Linked DNA regions of Mus musculus: all the other regions are linked to region 4. The links are chromatin contacts, called in public Hi-C and promoter capture Hi-C maps. All regions are on one chromosome and are shown on one strand. Each heading gives the region's core, a stretch centred on a gene start, on an enhancer-like site or on the middle of the called end of the contact. The rest is flanking DNA. Distances are from core to core; before and after follow the strand shown. Region 1 has its middle 18 kb from the start of Gm31562. Region 2 has its middle 18 kb from the start of Gm31562. Region 3 overlaps Traf3ip2 (TRAF3 interacting protein 2). Region 4 overlaps Fyn (Fyn proto-oncogene).

Region 1 (4,489 bases), core at 1,433-3,932, 190 kb after region 4:
CAGAGGATGGCCTTGTTGGGCATCAGTGGGAGGAGAGGCCCTTGGTTCTGTGAAGGCTTGATGCCCCAGTGTAGGGGAATGGCAGGGTGGGGAGGCAGGAGTGGGTGGGTAGGTGAGCACCCTCATAGAAGCAGGGGGAGTAAGGATGGGAAAAACCGGGAAAGGGGGTAACATTTGGAATGTAAATAAAGAAAATATCCAATAAAAATATTTTATACTAAGTAAAAAAATAAATAAATAAAAATAAAATAATGTCCTATGTGCTGTTAGTGTGCAGCTGGTTAAAGACTACCCCACGCACTGTAGAACAGCTGCAATCATTTGACCGTAGACAGCGTTCAAACAGATACTCTCCTTAGTGGTTTATATACCTCTGTGATCTTGTCTTTGCCCTGTTGTTCAACACTGGCTCATTCATTAGCTTTCAGAAGAATATCCAAATATGGCACGTTGTAGACTGAAAGCAAAGCAATGCTGAACCAATCTGTACACCATGGTTTTCTGTCTGGGGTCATGGGAAAGAGGCATCCATGTTTAAACCGCAGTTGGTGGTTTGTTTTTAACGATGTGGTAGTGACAACTGAGTTGGACGTCTCAGTGGGTACACTGCTTTAGCTAGGAATGGTAAGGCTAACAGCTTACAGTCCTCAGTAGTTGGGGTTTTATTGTTTGTAATCATTGGACACGAAGACCTTGTATCTGATAGGTGGGTTTTTGCATAAGAATGTATGCCCTCAGAACAGGGCTGTCTTTTTAATACTGTGTTTCTATGGCTTAGGAAATTGCCTGATGCAAAATGGGTACCCATGTATAGTCAAGGGATGACTAATAGCACAGTTCGAATGCAGGATGGAGCAGCCCATACCACCTCGTGATGGAGGAGAAGGACAATGAAGCTTACTTCTCCTAACTTCATTTGCTCAAAGGCAAAGCACACACAGAACAAGGAGGAGGCCACCTTTCCAGGGCTCAGCCTCTGTCACTGTTTGCCCAGGTAAAGAGCCTTTCTGTGGGTTCTAAGTTTGTCCTGCTCCTAATTAGGTTCCACTTTGGAACTTCTCCATGACACTTCAGGGAGCTCAGTATCTGTTTCTCCACCAGTGAGTGTGTCCCATAAAAAGAAGCAGCTCAGGTCTTGGGGACACAGAGTCTGGGCAGGATGTGTTCCAACTGCTGCAGCATTTCTCCACATGGCTGGATTTTTTTTCCTCAGAAACAAAAGGTCCTGTAATCTGAACCTTGCAACAGCAGTAATTTATGCTTTTATGTGAGAGCTTGGTGAATTTAGGGTAGCCCGTGTGTAACAACCGGGTTATTGGGAATCACAGTTACACGATATTTTAACCATCTATTTTTATTATTCTTATATTTAGGTGTGTGTGTGTGTGATGGTATGTGCATGTGCAGGTACCCCACATTTCTAGGAGAGGGTGTTGGATCTATTGAAACTGGAGTTACCTGCTATTGTGGGCTGCCTGACATGATGGGTGCTAGAAACCAAACTTGAGTTATCTCCCATAGTTGTAAGTTCTCTTAATTGCTGAGCCATTCCTCCAGACTCACTTACATGCTAGTTTAGAAGCAACTTTGCCTTCCAGTGGGGAAGGAGAGGAGGATGGCCTGAGACAGCAGAAAGAGAATAATCTGGGTTCAGAGTCAGTTTGAACCAAGACTGAGCTCCGCAGCCTATGACTCCCATTCGGCTTTGCTCTCTTTACCTGTGGGATCAGATGCCAGCTCTGTGCAGACAGAAATGTTGAAAGGATCTGCATTTTTGAAATGCTGGATGCTGTTTTCTTTAGCTGCAGCAGCAACTGCTGTCTGTGACTTTCCTCTGGACTGTAAGGAATGTTGGTATGATAATCACAGGAAAGACCCTCTGCCGCTGGAACCACGGTGCTGCTCAGTCTTTCAATTTGACGTCCATGGCGGCCACCAGGGAATCCACGAAGGCTCATAAAACTTTACCCACACTGTCTTCAGTCACAGTGGAGGGGAGAAATAGAAAGAGAGGAGTGGGAAGGGTAAAAGTCAATTTCGAGCTTTGTGTACTGTGGGTCCTGTGGACTTATACACAATTCTCTCTCTCTCTCTCTCTCTCTCTCTCTCTCTGTGTGTGTGTGTGTGTGTGTGTGTGTGTGTGTTTATGAGAGAGAGAGAGAGAGAGATTTTGTTTTCAGAAGCTTGTTTCTTGGGGTACCTCAGAACAACATGGCTAGATTGTCCAAGGAATAAAAATCATTAATAGAGCTGTCTTCTGGGTTCCCCTCCAAACCACTGTCTGTATGCTCTGGGGAAAAGGCTCCAGCTTATTCACTAATTGTGTTATCTTTCCACAAGATATTCATTGTTTTGAAAATAGGAGAAAACCTCAACAGCTCTGAAGCATATAATTATGCTTTCTCATTACCCAACAGGAATGTTCCCTAGCGCTGTGATGATGCACTTGAGGATGATTTGGGGGGCGGGAGAGAGCTCAGGGGGCAGAGCTGGAGGCAGTGAGCAGAGCAGCTGGCCCCCATCCCTCTATTCTGTCATGTTCACTTTTTTCTGCCTAAGGGTTCTCACACATTGGTAGCTTTTCCACAAATCAACAGCCTCGGCAGGCAGTGTTCTGGTGCATTCCCAGGCCTCCTGTCACCCCCTCTCCCTGGTGATCAGTGTAATAAGTGATTTCAGAGTATTAAAGTGAATTCCACTACCGCTGAATCATATACAGACCCAAGGCCAAGCGATGACATCAGGAACATATGTGTTATTCTGAAGGAAAAACTTGGCTTTGGAAATGAGAACAAGATCTCCAGTGGGGAAGCCAGGGATACAAAGGCTAGGGGAAAACACAAAGAGGAAGAGTCCTCTATGGCTTTACCTCCATTGAAGTAGTTGCCTAAAAGGACTGCTGCCCTGAGACATTTGTGCAGTGCTGAAGCAGGTCTAGGAAGCTAGGATGTGTGTCCTGCACCAACAAGGCAGAAATGGTGAGAGGGATACTCTACTGGCTGTAATTCTTGATAACTATGATTTTATAAGCCTGGAATTTTTCAAGCAAGCTTTATTTTCATTCAGAGTGGTATCTGTGAAGTATTAATTCATTAATCACACAAGCCTGTCCCCATGTTGACCAAATGCAGAAGAAGATGCATTCAAGATCTGTGTTTATCTAAGCACATTGCGACATTGGGATGTGGTCATTTCTCCTTGTATTCTTTGGAAGCCACGGGACAAATTCTGATCACTTCCTAATTTGACATCATGCTTGAGCTTTATATAGTCCTTCTTGTTTCCATAGCAATGAAATCACTAAGCAGTATAAGGAGCCTGTGGAACAATATAGGAAACAAGACGGAAACTGAGTAGAAGAAATGACAGAAGTTAAGGTCAAAATTTCTTGTGCTCTAGAAATTTTTTATTACAGTTTTATTTATCTCAATAGATTAAGCCAAACCTCCTTGGTGCCACTAGGTATAAATTGTGTTTGTTTTCTCAGATCCTCTCAGGATTCAGGGTTATCTTACTGCAATCTTCAGTCCTGCAGATGCCTGCTGTGCTAATCTGCACAGGCATGAGTATGTGCGTACACATGCTGAGTCCATGCTCCAGTGTGTGCACACGCATGCTGGATCCATGTTCCAGTGTGTGCACATGCATGTTGGATCCAAGCTCCAGTGTGTGCACACACATGCTGGATCCATGTTCCAGTGTGTGCACATGCATGCTGACAATCTGTGCTCTCTTGTTTTAAGTCTGTCCTCCTCATCTTTCCAAATGGCCTTATTTCCTCGGATGCACTCACACTAGGATAAGCGTAACTCTCATGTGAGTAGGTAGTAATGGAATACTGGACAACATACTCATTCACCTAGCCACGCATTTGTTAGAAGTCTAGGCTTTGAGCAAGCATCCTGCGTGACAGACAAGAAGCACAATAGACACAGAGGCATAATTAGGTGGATGCAGTCATTGTTATGTGTTTTTTTTTTTTATGAGGAGCTCAGTGTGAAACCTTCCAGGCCCCCTGGGACTAATAGCTCCCCTTTTGTACATTCTTAGTCCTTGGGATGCTTGATTGACAACTGAAGTGTTTGGCCCTTCACCTATTAACTTCCATTGATGAGAAAATGTATGCCACAAGTCTAGTTTTTCCACTAGCTAGACAGACAAGGCGAATACAAGTGCAACATAACAGCAGCACTTCAGCTTTCGAAGGATGAGATGGATAGGCTTGTATGAGCATCTCCACAACTGCAGGGGTGGGTCCCTTGCTGCAACTGGGCTGCACTTTCACCAATAGCCTGCCATAGGCTCTCTTCCTGGTGCCAAGCCTCAACTTCTTTTCGTGATTCCTTTAATCTTGGGCCTTCAATGGCCATTGAGACTGCAACCTCACAAATGGCCAATCCTAGTGTCTCGCAGTGCCACGCCCAGCTGCTCATCAAATGGTGACTTCAGCAGAGGAGTTCAATAATCAGGTAGATAGGACGACCTGTTC
Region 2 (4,851 bases), core at 303-2,802, 220 kb after region 4:
GCAAATCTGTTGGGCAGATAGCAAGCTGGAAACCCAGGCGGGGTCTGACCGGATGAACTCCGCCCAAAATTATTGTTGTAAGCCTTCACCTTCAATGGCCTTTCTCCCTTCCCAAGTTTAACAGGTCTACACATTAACCTTCAAAGAAACACTTAGATTAGTATCCAAGTAAATAGCAGTGGTATAATCTACTAGAGTTGACATAGCCGACTATCACTATGCAATTTCTAGTGGAGTCGTACAGAGTACAAACAAGTTCTGGTGTGTCTGAAGGCAGCTACAGTGTACTCATATAAATGAAATAAATCTTAAAAAAAAAACCACAAGAGAGAGAGGGAGGGAGAAGGGGGAGAGAGAGAGAAGAAGAAGGAGGAGGAGGAGGAGGAGGAGGAGGAGGAGGAGGAGGAGGAGGAGAAGAAGAAGAAGAAGAAGAAGAAGAAGAAGAAGAAGAAGAAGAAGAAGAAGAAGAAGAAGAAGAAGAAGAAGAAGAAGAAGATTGTCACTGGTACAAGGCTCTGGAAATGTTTGCATATAAAGACTGGGACAGGGGTGGGGGTGGAGGTGGCGTGGTAGAGAGGAAAGAGGGCTTGAAAATCCTAAGTCACTGTTGTATGTGGCTGAACTGAGATAAATTTTAAGGGGCTCAAAATTAGAAAAGAAGTTTGCTGTTGCTCAGACAATAGACAAGAACTAATACTACAGTCTGGAACTGTGAGAATGAAGTCAAAAGCGACCTAATAAGGCTAAGTAGATACTCCAGTGGCAGAGAGACAGTTCTTGACAGATTTTTTTTTTCCTCAGATGATAAAAGAATAATTTTTGTCTGGAAGTTGGTTGATTAAAAAAAAAAAAAGGTGGGGGAGATAAAACCCTTTTAGGAAATAAAGACACACACAAACACACACACAGAGTCATGTGTTTGGAAAACAAAACAGCTTACAGCAGATATGCAGATATTGCTGCAAAACAATTGGAATTAGCATTGCTGAGACATTCCCAAGCCTGAGGAGTCTCCCCATTAGCCTTCTGTGCATCTAGGCAAGGAGGCATCATTACACAAATTACAAGCCTGGAGAAGGGGCTTTTCACGGGGTGAACTTGCGAGAACAGTTAAACCAAAAGCAATTTTGCCTGACTGCAATTTACTCTATTCCCTCCGCTGCCGTTGAAGATATTTATGCTTGAGCAGAATTCTCACTCCCAATCTGATTTCTCCTTTTTCTCAATCCAGCCATGAAGTCATCCAGTTCTCTGTTTGGGACAATATGATTTGCTGCCATGGAAACAATTAAGATATCATAAATTTATCTTGCCCCTCGAGATCAAAGAGGAAAAGCAATAATACTAACATTTTTTTGCAGTTCAATAATGCCGTTCACCCAGCATCTCTGCTTAGTAAAGAGCATCGATCCGCAGATGGAGAAAAATGAAGGGGCACGCACGCTCCCGCTGGCTCATAGACAGGGTCGAGGATGTCCAGAGAGTTCCAATCCCCACCCAGCGCGGCTGTTCAGGAGTCAGCTCTCAGTTTCTATCTTTGTGAATGACAATGAAGAGCTGGCCCGGCTCAGCGCCAGCACTTCACCAGCTGTTCTTCATTACAAGAGTATTTGGTGGAACCTGGTTTGATAAAAACAGACAAACAAAAGCCCTTGGCGACTGTCACAGGGTGAAAATATTTATAGAGGGGAGGAAAAGAGGTCTGGTTGGAGAGCATTAACGCGCAGGCTTTCCTGCCCAGCTCGCTCCTCCAGTGCCCCTCCAAGTTCATTCTCTGGGCTCCCAGCCATGGGCCAATCGCTCTAGAAGCTAATGGCCCTTACTTAATGAGCCTCTCACTTGTACAGACCCTTCCCCCCAGGATCTAGGAGAGACCTTAGTGATGTGTTCATTTGAATAGAATAAAAATATTATTTTTTTTGTACTCTAGTTTCCTCTTGTGTTAAAGGATTCTGGAGCTTTGAGGGGAGCCTGCTGTGGGAAGATGAGTTAGGGAGGAATTTGGGTTAGGTAGTGTATTAAACTTAAATTATTTTCAGTTGTTTCTCAGTGTTAGTGGCTCTCAGGAATATTGTTAATGCCCACTACCTGCTGACTCCTCACTCCGTGAGTGGTGAGAAATTTGAGTGTGCCTTGGGTAGGAGTCATTGGAACAAGACACTGCAAGCTTTCCTTGTGAGTGGGATGTACAGGGTGCAATAATGCGTCTTTTACTTTGAGGCAGATGGATGCCTTAGCTCTTCCTGGACCACACTGACCACCTACAGCTGATTATGATGAGAAAGCTCCTAAATCTCCACTGAGTTTGTTTCCTGTCTTAGTACCCTTGGCCTTGGACTTAAGTATGAGGTACAGTTTCGGGGGCTTCTCTATGCCCATGGCTACTGCCCAAGAAGCCAGTTTGCACCTATAGGTGCCTAGTTTACATCTGAAGTCAATTTAATATCCATTGATTCAATGGCTCCCCTCTGAGTGACACTGGTATAACACAGATCACCTTCATTATTAGCTGCAGTTCTTGTTCCCTTGCTCTAACAAGAGGCTAATGATGATGCTTTGATGATGCAGTTAGTTCAAAGACTGGCAGCTGTGACTGGGTAGCCACCTTTGCCCCAGTGACGGTGTGCACTTTCTACAATGTCACATGTGCTTTCTCTTAAGGACTCAGCTTCTCTTTCAGTCAAGTTTCCATGTCGACAAACTGGCTCATGCCTAGAAATTTGGCAAGGACATTTGGTTGTAATTTATTTTTGTTAACAACTGTGATGGCAGATTTTGGTTGTCAACTTGACTGCATCTGGAATTAATTAAAACTTAAATGACTGGGCACACCTGTGAGAGACTTGTTTGTTAGAAGACCCTTTTCTGATGCAGATCTTTGGGGTGAGAAGATGTACTTTACTCAGGACCACAGCTTCTGCTGGTAGTCTATACAAAGGACATGGAAGAAGAAAGCTTGCTCTGTTTGCTTACATGCTTTCACACTCTCTGGCAAGTCCATTCCTTCCCTGGCATTACAGCATACTTCTTCAGGATTCTGGCGTATACTAAAGACCAGCTGAGACATCCAAGCCTCATGGACTGGACAACTACTAAATCTTGGACCTTACATATCAGTGTAAGATGGCCATTGTTGGACTAGCTGGACCACAGGCTGTAAACCATTCTAATAAATCTCCCTTATATATAATATAAAAATAATAAATATATATTTGTTCTATAAGCTTTGTTCCTCTAGAGAACCCTTATATACCATCTGAGTAGCATCCTTGCTGGACAGCCATATTTTAGCCTAGGGAAACTATTTGTTAATAGTGGAGAGCGTTTCCTTTGAGAGGGCTCATAATAATCCAGTAATCCAAAATCTTTCTCTAGGACTAGATAACTTCGCAGGTAAATTCAGCCACAGGTATCTCTTGGGAATTGCCCTTGTAGATCCCATCCTAACATTTCCCCTAAGCAGCAAGACACAAGCTCTGGAGACAGACAGTAGAGGCTCTACCACATACTATCTAGGCACCATTTAACAAGTTACTTAATATCTTTGGGACTCATTTTTTTTTTTAAAGCTGCAATCTGGGTATAGTCCAGTACTCCTTTGGCAGTTGTAATGAGTTCAGGTATATAAAGCATTTATAATAATGCCAGTACACTTTGGCATCATTACCTGTGATGGTTTGTATATGTTGACCTAGGAAGTGGCACTATTAGGAGGTGTAGCCTTGTTGGAATAGGTGTGTCACTGTGGGTGTGGGCTTTAAGACCCTCCTCCTAGCTGCCTGGAAGCCAGAATTTTCCTAGCAGCCTCCAGATGAAGATGTAGAACTCTCAACTCCTCCTGCACCATGCCTGCCTGGTCACTGCCATTCTCCCACCTTGATGATAATGGACTGAACCTCTGAACCTGTAAGCCAGCCCCAATTAAGTATCCTGGTAAGAGTTGCCTTGGTTGTGGTATCTGTTCACAACACTAAAACCCTAAGACAGAAGTTGGTAGCTAAACATATACAAACCATCACATTACCTAAGTCTCTGTTATCCTGGTGCTTTCCTTCAGCCAGCTCCCACTCAGCTTCACCCAGTTCCAGATGCAAGCTGTGGTTTCTGCCTCCTCTCTGCTCCTGCAGTAGACTGTGATGGCCTGCACTGCCATACTCTTCATGACCTGGAGGTTCCTGCCTGTCTGTTTTCCCTGCCTGGTTTTGTGTTCTTCCAGGGCTCAGATCTTGACACGGTGCAGCTATTTTTGAAAACTTTTTTTTTTTTTTTAATTTTAAAATGAGCAAGTGATCATGTATCATGGGAACTGGTTAATTTCAGGCCTGGTTCTGAAGTGATTTTAGAACTGGCCATCTCTCTACCAGCTGTGGCTAAGTCCTGTCAGGTGTGCATAACCACATCCATAAGACTACTTGCTAACCAGGCTCAATAAGTCACACTCCTCAGCGTGTATCTATAGCTGTGCAGCAGCTTTGGTTGAACTTTGTACCTGAAAGGAGGCTGGAAATGAAAAAGGACTGGGGGGTGTGGATGGGGGTGGGGTTGGGGTGGGGATAGGAGTGGTGGGAGATGAGAGAAGGATGAAGCCAAGACAAAGGTTTCTGTTCCCGGCTCAAAGTTTCATTTTCCAGCACTGTGTTTATATAGGGAAAGCTCACAGACCCATCCTTTGTTTCAGCTGGATTGAGTTGCAAAGCAAGCTCAGCGGGCAGTCAACTCCTCAAATCTCAGGTAGGAAATTGGAAATGCAGCAAGGCTAGGGGACTCCAGCTAGGTGGTTTAGGCTACTCAGGGCTGGGGGAAGGGCACCTGTACTCATCTCCTATGATAGTTACCACCCTGATTTGTTCC
Region 3 (4,400 bases), core at 1,258-3,757, 200 kb before region 4:
GAAGGTTCTGGTCGGGTAGACAAAGGTGGGGGAAAGCGAGGGCAGAGGGCACGCAAGCCTGGAGGAGGTGTGTTGTTCTGACTGCAGCCATCTAGCAATTCACTTCTGGGGCACAGTAGGCCTGACAGAGGAGGCTAGGAGGTTAACCATGAGGAGCCCACTCTGTCAGGCCTGAGGTTCCCTCACCAGATCAGTCAGACTCTGCTCACCCAAGAGGATTTACCTACAAGAACTCAAACAAAATCAGAATTTTTCAATACTGAGAGAGTTAAAGTTTTCCAGATTCCCAAGGCCAGCACAGAGCTTTTAGCCATCTGATGCCAAAGATAAGAGCAAGGCATTATGTACCCTGAACAGTGTCATCCTCCGATTGATTTTCAGAGCAGAACCTTTTGTTGTGCATGAAAATAAAACTGAGAAGTGAATGTGGAGGCGCCGACAACCTCACTCTCACAGTGCGGATCTGCCACCCGGGTCTTCTCAGAGCCAGCTCCCTTCCAAACAGAAGACAACACCAAAAGCATACACCACATACTCAGTTCAAGTACCAGCCATGCCATCTCGAAGAAAGCGCCTGCAGTCAGGGGCTGAGTTACAGTAGAGGGAGGGTTCATTCCAGCTTCAAGGGCAGTGTGGGCTACTTGGTCTGTCCACTAGGCTCCTGCTCTGTCAAAGACAAGCCCTCAGCAGTATACTTTTGTTGTCTCTCATAATTTCTTTCAGAGACTGGCTTTCTAATGGCATCATTTGATTTGTGTAGTAACTACTCAGATGCCTAGAGGAGGCAAGGAAGTCGGCCTATCAATGGGGAGATACTGATGGCGCATCCAGTCCCTTCTGTGACGAGGAGAAGCCAAAGACATTAGGGCCAAGAAACCAAATTTGGAGACCACATGGCTATAGCTGGCACAGTCATTGGGTTGAACTGTGTGTATTACTGGCTGGCTTTTCAATATACTAGCACAACTAAACAGGTTTGTCCAGGAACTGGTAGGGACCTGGAGTCCTTCCCAAGTACCAACTGCTGGTTCCTGGGACTGGCAGGTTCTTAGAGATGTAGACAGAATGTCAGTATTCTGGGAATGTGCAGACATGATACAGACAGCTAAGGGATAGAAATATCCAGTCAGTCATGACCTTCATGGATCAGTTTATTTCTAAGAATACTATTTTTCAGACTCCACAGGCTGGCACTGGGTAAGACTGGATATGAGGCAGACTTAGCTCCTGACCCTTAGCCAGACCCTTGAATTTTACCACCTTACCTTAGCTTCCACTTTGGGTTGTAAACTCAAACAAGTGGTTCACACTGACAGAGATCCTAAAGACTCAGATGATAAGGGTGCTGCTTACACACCTTCCCTGCCCTCTACCCACAGGGTGGATGGTGGTCAACTTTTCTTTCCCCTGGGGAAAAGGTGGCCTGAGGCTACTGACTGTGTCCTGCCCTATGCTGCTTACTTAGTCCTTGCAGTGAGGTGTGATGATCCCCGATCTCCGTGCAGGATGAGACTGAAACTGGGTTGTGAGTTCAAGTCCAGTGACTTCCCTGCTCTTTCTCTAATGTCAGAATCCTTGGTAAAAAACAAGCCAGAGAAACCAGGGCCACTCTTGCCTTCAGACACACAGTTCCCACAGGACAGTGTGAAAGTCACAGGTCTAGTCTGGCTTCCTAGTTAAATAGAAATGGTCTCTAACGTATCTCTAAATCTACAAAGGACAAGATGGCAAGCAGTCCATAAAACAGCTAGCTCTGAAGCTGGGTAATATTTCCTCCAAGTTGTTGAGCAAGTTTGATTCCTTCTAAATTCTCCCATGGTTTAAGTGTAACCAAGCCCCACGGCACAGGTTAGGGAGTAGAATGTTCCCCACCTATCACAAAAGAACAAATATCTCTTTGGTTAAGTGTTTTCTTGTGCCAAATGCTTTGAATATCACTTCACTTATCTTCACAGCACCGTGTATAGTGATGATCCATTTTGTGAACAGGGTTGCAGAAGGGCAGGATTTAAGAACTTGGGCCATGGCCACATAGCCTGTGCTTAGGAGGCTAATGTGACACATGCTTTTTTGGCATGACAGAAGTGTCCTTCCCAATTTTCACTTGCCTCTCTGAAAAAGGGAGGAACAGAATGTAACAGCTACAATGCCCAGCCCACTCCACCACTCTAGCCTCCTAAAACTTCACACTTGTTGGTAAATAGCCAAGCAAACAAAGCTCTACTTCCTAGAACTTTGACTGATACCTCTAAGTTACTGGCAGGACCAGTTTGAGTACTGGGTGGAGGAGTGATGCTGCTTCATAGGTCTCAAGGTTCAAAATATCCTGAGCCATAGAAATAACTGTGGCATCCCCAAACATCCCAGTACCTTGAATGAAGAAACAACCCCCCTAGAGAGGGTGCCTGCCCCAGAGGAAGAGCCAGGCGCTGTGGTCCCTCACTCACCATCCGATGAATGTACTTAGTATGTAAGCCATGCTCGTCCTCGTCCAGCTGCGACTCAGCGCCTTCCACATCCTGTTTGTATTTGGGGCTGATTGCTACGATTATCATCACTGTCTTCTGTAATGAGAAGGAGGAAAGCATGTTTATGGAAGCAGGAAGCATGGTTCGTTTGGTGAAGGCCAGCTGGAAACTGGCCAGCAGGACCATACGCGGTCCCTGACCTGCTGGCCAGTACACGACCAGTCCCTCTGTGAAAGCAAAAGGCATCAGCGCCGCCCAACCCCCACAGGCCTGCTGTCACCTCTACCCCTCCCCACTGCCTCTGCGCCCAGCACCCACAAACATGCAGAACAAATGGTTCTGAGAGGAATTCTCCTGCCGTCCACAACCTTCTCTAATAAACATCTGATGAAATCTGAAATCACTGACTCTGCATGGAGGCAGAAAGACATCACCACTGCACGGAAAAGCACCCTTCTTCCCTGCAGCCTGATGTGAGCTGTCAGTCACCATGCACCTCCACTGCCCTGCTTCACCTGTGCACATCAGCACAGTCAGTAGGAGCAGACCCTTCAACACACAGCAAACGCCGGGCTGCAGGCAAAAGGAAGGCAGCAAAACCCAGCCTGCTGAGACTCCCACCCCACCCACTCCTGCCCAAAGAAGTACCCAGACACAGACATGCTGGCAGCAATCAATTTCTATCTTGTTAAAGCACAGAGTGTCCCAGTGGCTAGTATAGATTCTGTCTGTGGAAAACGAATCACAGGGCTGCAAGTGGGTGCCCTGGGGTAGCATGCTGCTTAGCTTTCAAAGCTGCCCAGAAACCTCTCAAGCCCAGTCCTACAAAATGCTTGGAATGGCCTCCAATTCAGCTGGGTTCTGCTGCACCCTCCCACCCCCCGCTATCATTTCCTCCTTTCCTATTCTGCTCTAGAAATTGTTTGTGCTGATTGTTATCAACCACCTGTGTCTGGTTTGACCATTATTTCCTGCCTCTGCATGTCCAGGAGGGTGACCCCATCCTTCCTTTCCAAGTTTTTGCATAGCTTCTAACAAGAGAGGCTTTGTCCAGGCTTCCTCAGACTCAGACTTGGGGAGAGTATCAGTGTTTCTACTATGAAATATCTTCACAAGCTAATTGTTTTTCTCACCAGCACACATCCTCAGATTTTTGGAACATACTTACATCTCGAAGATAGCGCTCCATCCATTTAATGATATCAATACCCCGGATTCTATCCTCAAATATGTCAATCTACAAGAAAAGGATGCGCAAAAGAGCTCTTAATGAGAGCTTTCTCCGAGTGCAGACCTCAAGAAAACACAAGATCCTACATACATGTGCAACCCTAAAAGTAGTGCTCTCAATAAGGAGGAACACGTGAGACCAAACAGAGAAGCAAAGAGGTTCGTGAAATATGCTCACTTCAGTGTTCATAGATATTTAAGTATATAATATCCATAGCTAGAATATAGTGTTTCATTTCAAAATGTGTCTGCAGCTACACAGTAATTATATGTTCAGAAATCTAAAAGACACAGTATATCACAAAGTTAAAAATAGTACAGTTATGTATCTGCAACTTGAAACATTTAAAGGCAGATTCTGTGACTTTAGTGAATATTTTGTGTACAAATGCTGAGATACAACTGTGGTGTTGGGTCATGATGATAGGATTATGTCAATTATACATCTCTACAGGATTGGATGAAAGTTGGGCGAAATCCAAGGAATCATCACAAAAACAATCACTGAGCTGGTAGAGAGGGGCTAAGGATGAAAGTCAAGAACTCTGGGACTCTGATAAGACTCAGAGTAGTCTTCTCTCCTGGAAGTGTGTGTGTGTGTGTGTGTGTGTGTGTGTGTGTGTGTGTATGCCTGTGTGTCTGTGTGTCTGTGTGTGTGTGTGTGTGTGTGTGTGTGTATGCCTGTGTGTGGTGTATATATCT
Region 4 (4,625 bases), core at 2,067-4,566:
ACACACGGGACACGGGGAGGCTGAGAACAGCAGCAGCTACTAGGAGCTGAGCACACATAAGCTTTGCCCATCTCGCTCCTCACTGCCCCATCTAACATGGCTTCTCACCTCTCCTGCACACCAGGCCCCAGACCTACTGCTGAGCTGTACCCAGGCTGGGATTTCTCTCCTGACATTCTATCTGGTCTGCGTCATGCCTTGCTTACAGAAAACCCATGCCCGGCCTTCACTGCCTCCCTCCCACCCCCTCCACTCACTCTCCTGGCTCTGCAAAGCATTTTCCCCGAACACCTTTTTCAGGGACTCTTCTTGTTACCCACACGTTTCCGCATGAGATAATGTCAGCCTGGGCTCATGCCTGTCCAGGCTTTATTTCTGCATGTTCTCAAGCAGGTGGGGCCTTGACAAGTGCCTTCCCAGGCTCTTCCCATCCCATCCATAACAGTAGAAGGCCCCAGGTATTTTCTTAGGCAGGAGCTCTTTGCCCTTCTGGACTATCTAGGCCAGTCTATAGCGTTTCTCAGAATTCTAAATGAAATTTTTGTTGGTGTTACTGTTAGTTCAATTTTTTTTTTCTTTTTTTAAGACAGGGTTTCTCTGTGTAGCCCTGGCTGTCCTGGAACTCAGAAGTCCGCCTGCCTCTGCCTCCCAAGTGCTGGAATTAAAGGTGTGCACCAATTTTTTAAAGAATAATATCTTTAAGTACTTCAAATTAACATGTGAAATTCACAGTTTAAAAGGAGGAAACTGCATCCATATTCAGTTATCAAAATATTTAACAGCTACATAGTGAGACTGTGTCTCAAATAAATAAATAGATAGATAAATTTGAGATTGATTTCCTTCGATAGTTCAATGATTTTCTGCAAAAATCTAAAGTAAATGCCATTTTTAGGAATCCTTAAATGAAGTCGTATTTTAGGATGTCCTTAATTGTAACATAACATAAAAACATTTATGAATCTACTCATATTCTATTCTATACAGAGCTAAATCTATTACATAATAAAGGAAATGCCCCAGTAAAGGAAAATGGAGAGTAGATTCCTGCCTGCTAGACTGGGGCCCTGACCCGTTAACTCCAGCCATGGCCCCAGTCCTTGCAGCCAAGAGTACCAGATTCAGGCCTCTCCTCACTCTCGTTATCTCATCATCTTCCATTGTTTCATTGATCTTCCTAGTTTGGGAGAGTCACATTATTTCTACCTCTTTATTCCTGGTTTACTAATACCCTCCCCTATCACCGGCACAGTAAGGGAAGCAGTCATCAATACTATCTGAATCAATCAGTGATTAAGTACACTGATTGTACAAGCTTGGCTAATATTAATATTAGCTCATCTCTTTGGCAGCATATGAGGTCCTAAAAGTGTAGATGGACATCTCAACATTCTATATTTAGATTATAAATGACCGAAGTTAGGCAACAAAATGTTCTCTTCTTTTTAGAGAGTGGATCTTCATGTGTGCTGATGACTGACAGGGCTCTGGGAACAGGCCAGCTGTTCAAGTATTTACTGACAAGTAACACCCTGGATGCCTACATGGGCATACGTGATAAGTATGGCCCCTGCGTCTCTAGAGCATCAAGTCCAGCAACCTCCCTTAGCTGGTCCAGAGCAGCCAGGAATCTCTCCATCTCCCAGGGTCGTGCATAGTATAGAATGGTGAACCATGTTGGCCAGGCCAGTTAGCAGCACTTGGAAACTAGACCAAGATCCAACTTCCTGTCAATCAAGCAGACCTGACCCTGTGGTGCTGCGGCAGGTCGACTGAAGAACTAGCCCCAGGAGTGATGTCTCTGCATATGAAACCAGAGGTGACAACTTCAGGTAGGTCAACTTAGTATCTGGCTACATCTTTTATTCCAAGCTCTGCGGCATCTATGATGAATCAGGGTCATGGTAGACAGGGTTTGTCCATATCCTTTTTATCCAAGCAGCTTTGTCAAGGGGTGACCGGGTATCTTTTGCCAAAAGCAAACAAAAAACAGGATAGCTATCCCTTTTCAAAGTGAAGAAAGCCTAATGATTTCCTCCAATGAGCATCAGTAACCAGGGCACAGTGACCAACTGTTTGGGCAGAAATTTACCACTGGCAGCATTTTCCACATCTAACATCATGTCAAGTGACTCTCAGGCCATGTGGCAGTGTGTTCTTCCTCTCCAGTAACTCCCAAGGCTGAGCTATTTATCTACTGTAGGAACGAGCGCTGGACCTAGCACATAACTCTTTTATACTACAGCACATTTATCGCCATCTCATTAGGATTTGGATATATGCTTTTAGTTACCAGTAGAAACAACTAACGCATAACAAAGAGTGGTTTGTCTTCTGCATCTTTGTGCAGTCGTGAAGGAGTAATGCTGATTTTGTGGGCACTCCCACACAACAGTGCATAGCCCCCTTTGTACTCTCTGTTTCTAGGGAACACCAAGGCTGTGCATGACATCTGAACACACTATGAACAGGGATGGTTCTCATCAATGCAGGGTTATGCTCAATTTCTTCTTCCTAAGGGAGCCCTCGCATACACTTCCCCAGCCACCGTGCCTTAAGAGCAGGGCAACAGTCCCTGAAGGGGAGCCATCAGGATGGTTTAGGGCTTTGCAGGACACTAGCCCACTGACAGGACCTTTCACAGGAGTTGTCAAACCAAGCTTTCCCAGGTGACTGCTGTGAATACTCTGTGTATACTCAGGGTGGAGACCCCCAGACTCTTGCCAGTGACCGAGTCAACAATAAACTTACAGGTCAACATAAGCCAACGAGACAGAAGAGTTTACTTACTGGGAGCTTCCTGCTCTTCTGGGAGGATCTCTTTTGTCCGGTGTGTGTGTGTGTGTGTGTGTGTGTGTGTGTGTTTGTGTGTGTGTGTGTGTGTGTGTGTGTGTGTGTGTGTGTGTGTGAGTGATATGCCTGGGACGTTCACAGCTCTGCTGCTGTAGCCTGGGGATGCATGCTGCTGGTCCTGGAGCTAGGGAGAGCACAGGGAAGCAAGCTCAGTGTAGATGAGCCCAGCACCTCTGAGTTCCCATGCACTCCTCACTGCTTAGGTCTCCGTGAGTGGAGGAGCTCTCAATCCTGAGTAAGGTTATAAATGAGAGAGAGTGGCAAGGCCCTGGTCACGCCCCTTTCTGAGGAGTCCAACTCTGCAGAGCTTCATTCTGTTCAGGGAACTGACCCAGCAGTGCCCTGGTTACGGTGACCGTCTCGTGTCTGCATTTCCAGAAGCTTCCAACTCAGCTGGACTCAATCTGCTAGCGGATATGCTGAGCACTTCCCAAATTATCTTAACCAGAGTGGCCACTGGTTGCCTTCCTGAGAAGTCACATGGATGTCATTTCCTGTAAAGACAATAGGAGACTAACTGCTCAGCCCCAGCCTCCAATAGGGAAGGTATGTAATTACTGAAGGGTAAATAAGGAAGAGCTTGGGGCTTCTGGATCTGCTCCAATTACTTGTGGGATCCGGTAGGTGGGTGGGTGGGTGGGTGGGTGGGTGGGTGGGTGGGTGGGCTCCCTGGTCTGGAAAAGATCTGAGGGCTGTATCCTCTGCAGGCATTTATACCCTTTCACATGTTGCTGGGTCTCAGTAAAGACCCAGATTTCTGAGGAAAGCAAGCAGACTGGCCATTACACAGAGCCACATGTGGCTTCAGTGTCATTTTGATTCCCATGTAGGAGTTGTGTATAGTTGTGGAGGTCGGGAGTGTCCCACAGACAACTCTGGTGTTTCCTTGCTTGTCAGCCCCATTGGGGAGAGGCCTATGCTGGGATTTACCTGATTCTGTGTCTGTTGTGGTGGCCTGCTGAGAACGAGTCTTCTGTCAGGCAGTGAGACGCTGCTATCTGCCTCCCTCACAGCTTCTGCCGCAGCTGCCCACCTCTCAGACCCTTTCTGCTTTCCCTTCCCTGCCCGCTTCCCTACTTCCAATTTCCCCAGTCCCAGCAGCATCCTGTGCCATCAATTCAAGCTGCCCTGCTGCCATTCTGGCTTGCGCCTCATCCGCTACCTTCAGCTGGAAGGCAGGACCTCTCCTTGGTCACTGCTGTGTCCCAGTGCTTGTGCAGATCCTGGCATGGGACTAAGAGAGTGTCTCACGGGAGCTCCTGCTACTTCCTGTCTCTGGCTTCTCTCCCGCCTTACTGTATATATGAATATTTAGGGCACAGGCTGCTTAGGTCCCAACTACAACCTGTCATCTGGGAAGGATTTATAGCCTAGACCCATACTTCAAAAGTGAGAAATGTTTTACTGTGGCTAAGAAGCTTGTGAGAGGCCTTCTAAGCAGAGGGCAGCAGAGATGGGCATTTTAGCCAGGCTGCTAACCCAGCGCTTTGGCTGCTATGTCAACACTCGTGCACACACGCACAACAGTCTCTCCAGGGAGCCTACTATGCAGTGAGCACTCAAAAATATTTGTTGACTGGCTGAATAAATGACTGGGTCTCAATGAACGTTGCAAGGGGTTGATCAGTTTGTCATATAGTGGAATGCTCTCCAAAAATACCGACAAGGAATGGGGGTTACGAAGCTGCCAGCCAGAAACCAGACTCTGTCCCACACGGTCACTGAGTCACGTCCATCCCGGACTGTTGAATCAATGACACTATTAGAAAGTC

The links. A called contact is a pair of places that touch in the nucleus more often than the background predicts. Capture Hi-C pulls out chosen DNA fragments and counts their contacts.
Region 1: a contact with region 4 is called in a promoter capture Hi-C map of adipose tissue. The contact joins two enhancer-like sites. A contact is called at or near these places in 2 of 484 Hi-C or Micro-C datasets (B cells and bone marrow-derived macrophages), 5 of 115 datasets of contacts at active chromatin or transcription factors (the NIH/3T3 cell line, bone marrow-derived macrophages, double positive thymocytes and 2 more) and 4 of 9 other capture datasets (adipose tissue, embryonic stem cells, liver and 1 more).
Region 2: a contact with region 4 is called in a Hi-C map of uterus, with 3 times the contacts expected there. The contact joins two enhancer-like sites. A contact is called at or near these places in 4 of 15 datasets of contacts at CTCF or cohesin (the G1E-ER4 cell line, the NIH/3T3 cell line, large pre-B cells and 1 more), 36 of 484 Hi-C or Micro-C datasets (the AtT-20 cell line, B cells, CD4 T cells and 21 more), 6 of 115 datasets of contacts at active chromatin or transcription factors (bone marrow-derived dendritic cells, bone marrow-derived macrophages, cardiomyocytes and 3 more) and 2 of 9 other capture datasets (adipose tissue and embryonic stem cells).
Region 3: a Hi-C map of uterus shows a contact between it and region 4, with 2.7 times the contacts expected there. The contact joins two enhancer-like sites. A contact is called at or near these places in 2 of 484 Hi-C or Micro-C datasets (both in uterus) and 2 of 9 other capture datasets (liver and pancreatic islet).

What each region holds. Positions count from the first base shown.
Region 1 is chr10:39,260,069-39,264,557 of GRCm38.p6, reverse strand. No RefSeq gene overlaps it. Among named protein-coding and RNA genes, the nearest start is that of Gm31562, 18 kb to the right of the region's middle. Within about 2 kb of position 2,682, at least 59 of the 459 cell types and tissues checked have an H3K27ac peak or open chromatin away from gene starts, as enhancers often do. A contact at or near this core is called in adipose tissue and bone marrow-derived macrophages, where this site is marked.
Region 2 is chr10:39,224,517-39,229,367 of GRCm38.p6, reverse strand. No RefSeq gene overlaps it. Among named protein-coding and RNA genes, the nearest start is that of Gm31562, 18 kb to the left of the region's middle. Within about 2 kb of position 1,552, at least 66 of the 459 cell types and tissues checked have an H3K27ac peak or open chromatin away from gene starts, as enhancers often do. A contact at or near this core is called in adipose tissue, palatal mesenchyme and uterus, where this site is marked.
Region 3 is chr10:39,645,013-39,649,412 of GRCm38.p6, reverse strand. It overlaps Traf3ip2 (TRAF3 interacting protein 2), which reads right to left. Exons shown (of 9, transcript NM_134000.3): 6 at 3,637-3,705; 7 at 2,448-2,564. All of the region lies in intron 2 of E130307A14Rik (RIKEN cDNA E130307A14 gene), which reads left to right. Among named protein-coding and RNA genes, the nearest start is that of Gm16364, 34 kb to the right of the region's middle. Within about 2 kb of position 2,507, at least 72 of the 459 cell types and tissues checked have an H3K27ac peak or open chromatin away from gene starts, as enhancers often do. A contact at or near this core is called in pancreatic islet and uterus, where this site is marked.
Region 4 is chr10:39,449,937-39,454,561 of GRCm38.p6, reverse strand. The region is part of intron 2 of Fyn (Fyn proto-oncogene); the gene reads right to left. Among named protein-coding and RNA genes, the nearest start is that of Fyn, 82 kb to the right of the region's middle. Within about 2 kb of position 3,316, at least 54 of the 459 cell types and tissues checked have an H3K27ac peak or open chromatin away from gene starts, as enhancers often do. A contact at or near this core is called in adipose tissue, bone marrow-derived macrophages, palatal mesenchyme and 2 more, where this site is marked.